2 separate regions of the Anas platyrhynchos genome follow, and region 2 is linked to region 1. Evidence: chromatin contacts called from public Hi-C data. All regions are on one chromosome and are shown on one strand. The core of a region is the stretch at or near the end of the contact, and the rest is flanking DNA. Distances in the headings are between cores, read along the strand shown. Region 1 overlaps GSS (glutathione synthetase). Region 2 holds the start of ACSS2 (acyl-CoA synthetase short chain family member 2).

Region 1 (3,095 bases), core at 383-2,882:
CTTCCTCCTCCCCTTCCCTGGGCTTTGGGTTTTGGTGCCTGCAAACAGTGCAGCAGGAACCCGGGGCCAGCACAAATTTGGGGCAGGGCAGGGCAGGGCCACGCTCCGGCCCTGCACAGACCCTGAGGGGACACCCCAACCCCCTGCACAGCCCAGGGCCGACCCCAGCCCGTCCCCTGGTGAGTGCACCCCGAGGAAAGCAGCTCGGCCCCGCGGGCAGCGCAGCAGCGGGGCGCTCACACCAGGTAGGGGGTGTCCAGCACGGCCACCCCGGCCGCCACCCCGCCGTCCGCGTGCTCCACGGCCTTCGTCCGCAGGAGGTGGCCGGCCGCCTCGTTCATCACCAGCTCCTTGCCCTGCCTGCGGAGAGAAGGGCAGCTGGGCAGCACTGGAGCAGAAAGCCCGCGGCCTTTCCACCACCCGGGACAGTTTGAGCCCTGTTCCTGTTCCTGGCTGGGGCGCTGACATAAACTCACCTGACATAAACGCCAAAGATCCCAAGCTCTGAGACGCACTCGGATGCTTTTAGGGGACTGTGAGCCCTCAGCAAGTAATTCCTTGTTGGCTGGGGCTGGATCTTATCCATCAGGATGTAGGAGGTTCTCTCAGGGCTGTCTTTGATCTTCTCCAGCACCTGCCTGAGCTCCTCGCCATAGAGGTTGTTCCCTGAGCACAGGATGGGCAGGTCAGGAGCTTCCCAGCGCAGAAACCGTTTGCCCCAGCAGCCCGAGCAGATGCAGCGCTGCCCGTGATTCCCCCAGCTCTGGGACCTGGAGCTCCCTCAGCACCATGACCTGTCCCCGTGGCCAAAGCAGCTCCACGCTGAGCCCTGAGCCACACCAAGGCCCCCCTGCAGCTCCTACCTCCGCCTTCCCGCTGCGGCTTCAGCACAAACTGGTCGGGGTTGGCGATAGCCGTAGCAGCTATCTTGTCACCCTCCTCACCCTGGCAGGAAAGAAAGCAACAGCAACACATCAGGGAGGAGCAGGAGCTCCTCGATGGGCTGCTGTGAGCAGGATAACCAGGGTCCCGAGGCCACAGCGAGGCCCCCTCGTGTTTCTAACCAAGGAGGAGCACCACACATGCCAAGAGCGCGCCCGCACCCTCACTCCCACCCCACTCACCACATCCAGTGAGTAGAGCCCGGCGAACGTGGCTCGGATGCGAGCAATGGCCTCGGTGCGGCCGGGCAGCAGCTTCTCCAGGGTCCCCGGGCGGCTCAGCTCCTGCTGCACCTTCTTGGTGCCGGCCAGCTGGGTGGCGATGTCGGGGCACTTCACTGCCCTCGACCTCTCCAGCAGCAACCGCGCCTCCCAGTTCTGAGAGAGAGGGAGAGCGACCGGCCCATCACAGCCAGGTTCTCTCTCCCTTGCTCTTCATTTTTTGACAGGCACCAGCCCTGCCTGGCAGGGACGGGAATGGCATGGGGAGAGAGGCACACGTGGGCCTGCCACTGCCCCGGGGAGCAGCACAGCCAGGCTGCCCCGTTGCCTTCCCCTGCACTCCCCTCCCCAGCATTTTCAGCCAACAGCACCATCTGCCCTGTGTCATTACCACCTGCAGCCAACAGTCCTAGTGCATAGTTTAGGGCAGAAAATTATTTGTAGTTCAAGCCTAAATGCTTTAAGCAGGCACTAATCAATGTTAACCCGTATCACACAGCCACAGCTCGGTGCTGCAGACAGGGGGTGACCACACGAGTGGTGACTGGAGAAACCCACTCCTTTTTCTTATTACAGGAGCACTGCACGAGCAGCAAAGATGTGTCAGCTTCCCAAAGCCGCTTGGATGGGCCTGACCCACCCGGGACAGGACCACAGGGTGTTTCAAACCCTCTGGCACTGCCACAGAGCTTCTGGGAGCGAGCAGTGGGTGCTGACCTGCTGATTGTAGTTTGTCGGCACGTAGCCCTCTCTGTAGTACACCACTGCTACCTCCTGGCCATCCCTGGAACAGAAAGCAGCAGCCATCAGAGCCAGCAGCCACCAAGGGGGCTGCCAGGGCTCGGATGGCGATCGCCCCTTCTGCTTGGCCTCCCGAGCTGCTCTGCTCCTCCTCGAGAGCGCCTGCGGCACGGGGAGCTGGCACCAGGCCTCTGCCCTAACCAACGTCCCGGTAACTCAGGCAGCCAACCCAGGAGGGAGGCAAGAACCTCATTTTTTAGTAGCCTTGCATTCCTGCAGCTGGGGAGGAAGGGGATCCTTCCTGGCTGGCGATTCCAGGCAGGACACAGCAACCTGCCCCAGAGCAGCCGCAGTGCCACGCACCGAGCCGCAGCAGCGGAGCGCGGGCAGGGAAGGCAGCACGGACACTGCCGCGGGCAGGCAGCACGCCGTAACCGCCTCCGCAGCCAGGCAGGATGCTCTGCAGGAAGCGTCTGCAGATACTTTCCCCTTAACTGTCTGGCGATGACAAACGCTCAGTAGTTAAACATGGCAGAGGTGCCAAAGGTCAGAGCATGGAAAAATAAAATTAAAAAATCAGCTAACAAGAGGAAAAACATGGGCAGGCAACCAATGCGCCTCGTGCGGCTCCAAGCACAACAGCCTGGGAACGGGACGAGCGATGAGCCTGGGATCAGCTGCAGGCACGGACGAGACCCTGAGGGCGCTCAGAGCCAAGGGAGGCCGCAAGGACTCGCGGGACTTCACTTCCTCTGCACGGGTAACCCAGCCCTGCCGCCCGCACGGCATCACGTGGAGGCTCAGCAGGAAGCATCCCGGTGGAAACCTCTGCAAGAGCCAGGGTTTCTCCCTGCATGTGTACGTGGGGGGAGAGGGGAGCACGCGGAGCTCAGGAGGCTGTGGTTTGGAGGAGGGAAATGGGGTTTCCAGCTGTAAGGGACTGATGGGTGTGTGCAAAATCCTAGCACAGCAAAAACAAAATCGTTTCAGCTCTAAGGGGAATTAGCGGCAGCAGCCTGGAGCAGCAGCACATCTCACAATGCCACTATTTACACCCAGAACTGTCACCAACACTGCCAGGCACAACCCTAAGTGCACACACAGCTCGTACTCACATGTACAGCCTCCTGGCTTCGTCCAGGGAGCCCTTCTCAAACACGTCTCGGAAGCGCTTCCTGATGACCCGAATGT
Region 2 (2,914 bases), core at 188-2,687, 35 kb before region 1:
GCAAAGCACTTCTTCCTGCAGTGTCAGGGCACCTGGAGGTTCGTCAGGGAACCACCAAGCCCTGCCTGTAAATGCAAAATCCTCCAGACCGAGGCTGCTAACACTGAGGGCTGGCAGTTCATAATGACAAAGGTGTGGTGTGAGGTGGCTTCTGAAAGACTTTGGAAGTGTCGGGCTAAGTGTAAATGGGGTACACTGGCCCTCTTTGCAGGACAGGACCAGTGCACTTTCCAGCTGAAGCAGCTGAGCAATGTGCAATGTGTACCCCAGAGCTCCTGGGGCTGTGCCTGGCCCACAACTCCATGGGGTGTCATAATTCCCATAGCTCCTAAAACACCCATGCCAGGGTGCCCAGGTTGCAGGGATGAATTCAGTTTTTCTCCAGAAACATCTTTTTGTAATAGGGAGCTCGGAGGAAACAATAGTGCTGGCTGGTGCAGGAGGCACCTCGCAGAGTTTGGCCGTATCTGTGTCACATCTGCCTGTGCAGGGAGCCTGGGCTGGGAAGCTGTGGGTTTGTGTTCCTGTAGCACACAGCAACATGATACTCCCAGGGAGTGCGTAAAACATGGAAAACAGCAAGGATCCCAGAATAGGCTGGAGCTAATTGCTGACAGGAATACGTGCCAAGTTCGAGATTCTGGATTTTTATCTTCTGAGTGCTCCTGGCCCCCAGCCCAAACTACCACAGAAATTGCCCATGTCTCTGGAGGGAATGGCTCCACAGACACGGTGGAGTTGTCTCGGAGGGATGGTATTCCTCACTGCAAAAGGGATCTTCAAGGTTTCAGCAGCCTGCCCGGGCAATGCAATCAGGACATCCCAGCTCAAGGCAGGAAATATTAAGGACTGAGATGAGAATGGATCTACTGAGGTAGGAACCAGCTCCAATCCCTCAGAGCAGAGAATCGGACTGGTTCCTCAGGGTCCAACCTTCTGCCCCAGCACGGGCTGCAGGGGCTTGTCCTCTGAGTGCTTTTGGGGTGGGTGAAGGAGGATTTGAAGAGGGTTCTCAGCCACAGCACCCTGTGCCTGGCAAGGGGAGACCTGGCCCTGAGGGGACACGGCTCGTGGGGACACTGCTGATGGCAGAGATGGCACTGAAGGGGCAGCACTGCTAACGGGGGGCACACTGATGGCGTGGGGGGATGACACTGGTGTGGGGACAGCAGTGACAGGGGGACACGGCTGACTGGGTGGGCTCCACTGACGGGAAGACATGGCTGACAGGGGGACATAGTGGCTGACAGGGACATAGCGGCTGACGGGGACACAGCTCATGACAGGGCCACACGGCTGACGGGAGGCCACCAAGCCGCCTGCGGGCGACCGCACTCTGCCCACGCCAGCCCCGGGGCTGCGGGCGGGGGCTGAGGGGCGGTGCGGGGCGGTCCCCGCCGCCGTCCCCGTCCCCGTCCCCGTTGCCGGTCCCCGCCCCCGGCTCCGCGCCGCTTTGAAGCGGGCTCGGCGGCGCCCTCCCGCTCAGAGCCGGCGGCGCCCGCCATGGTGCAGCCCGAGGAGCAGGCCCGGCTCTACCCGCCGCGGCCCGAGCTGCTGCCGGCGGCTCACGTCCCCTCGCTGCCCCACTACGAGCGCCTCTACCAGCGCTCCGTGGAGGAGCCGCAGGGTGAGGGGACGGGGATGGGACCCGGGGGCTGCGGCCTCGGTGAGGGGGGAGCGGGAGGGGGCGGCCGCGCTGCGGTCCGGTTGTTTTTAACATCGGGCTCCGGCGTTGCAGAGTTCTGGGGCGACATCGCCAAGGAGTTCTACTGGAAGCGCCAGCACCCGGGGCCCTTCCTCAAGTACAACTTCGATGTGACCAAGGGGAAGATCTTCATCGAGTGGATGAAGGGGGCGACGACCAACATCTGCTACAACCTCCTGGATAGGAATGTCGGCGAGAAGAAGCTCGGCGACAAGGTCGCTTTTTACTGGTAAATGCCCGTTTTTATTGTGATGTGGGACGTGTGTGAGCATAACGCAGGAGCGTGCAACCGGTGTGGATTGCTGTCGAGGTGAATTAAAACACGATAAAACCTGAGAGGCTTTAATCTTGGCACAGGTACAGCAGGTGTTTGCTCGCTGGTGTGGCCGAGCTGCACTGCCCAGCATGGGGTGGTGCCGGGGGGCTCCCGGCTGTCCCTGCTGCGAGCCACCGGGTGCGCTCCTGGCAGGTGCCACAACGCCCCTGGGCAGTGGGAAGACAGGGGTGGAAGAAACAGGGTGAGGAACAGCCAACATCCACAGTCAGAAAGCAAATTAAGCCTGTTGCTGTGTTCTGTGGGTCTGGCAGGCTTCCATTCCTGTGGCAGAAAGGCACTTTCCCAAACCTTCTGTATTGACTCCTTGCACTCGAGCACATGTGATGTGATGCTGTCCAAAAGGCTGGCTTTTCAGACCTTACCTTCGGGAAGAAAAGTTAACTTCCAGGCTTATCTGAAACATGCTTGTATTTTTTTCTACCCCCCGGAGTAGTTCATAGTTTGAAAAGCTCTGCAGAGCTGAATTTTTCATATTGATACCAAACAAGCTTCTCTAGTGATATGTGAGATCTAGAACCACTGCTCCACTGCAGGAGGAGCTCAGCTGGCATCACAGCTGTGCACCCAGGTTGAGAGCAGTGCTTTGCCCACCCCTGTTTGGCTGCTCCCTCCAATTAGTGTGTGTTTACTCTGCATCCGTGTTTCCCCGACTGCATGGGGCAGTGCAGAATCAAAATGAAGCATATGCAGCTTGTTAGGATGCAGTAATTTGGGTTAATCTGAGTCCCTTCAGAGAGGCTTCTGTGGAAGTCTTACCCTCGCTGAAGCAAAAAGCACCAGGTGCTGTAACAGTGATCAGCGGGCCTTCTCGAAGTAATTGGGTGCAGCTGAAGAGTCGTCCCCACCGTGTGTGGCTGTTACCTTCAGGTGGT

The links. Hi-C and Micro-C count contacts between places; a contact is called where the count stands out from the background.
Region 2: a contact with region 1 is called in a Hi-C map of liver, with 3 times the contacts expected there. The contact joins the promoter of ACSS2 here to the enhancer-like site in region 1. A contact is called at or near these places in 2 of 8 Hi-C or Micro-C datasets (liver and subcutaneous adipose tissue).

What each region holds. Positions count from the first base shown.
Region 1 is chr21:6,044,383-6,047,477 of IASCAAS_PekinDuck_T2T, reverse strand. GSS (glutathione synthetase) reads right to left here. Exons shown (of 12, transcript XM_027442832.3): 7 at 3,020-3,095; 8 at 1,881-1,947; 9 at 1,125-1,319; 10 at 864-945; 11 at 477-666; 12 at 1-360. The coding sequence ends at 237. Among named protein-coding and RNA genes, the nearest start is that of GSS, 4.1 kb to the right of the region's middle. Within about 2 kb of position 1,632, at least 1 of the 8 cell types and tissues checked has an H3K27ac peak or open chromatin away from gene starts, as enhancers often do.
Region 2 is chr21:6,079,003-6,081,916 of IASCAAS_PekinDuck_T2T, reverse strand. It overlaps ACSS2 (acyl-CoA synthetase short chain family member 2), which reads left to right and starts at 1,437. Exons shown (of 19, transcript XM_027442829.3): 1 at 1,437-1,627; 2 at 1,739-1,934. The coding sequence starts at 1,504.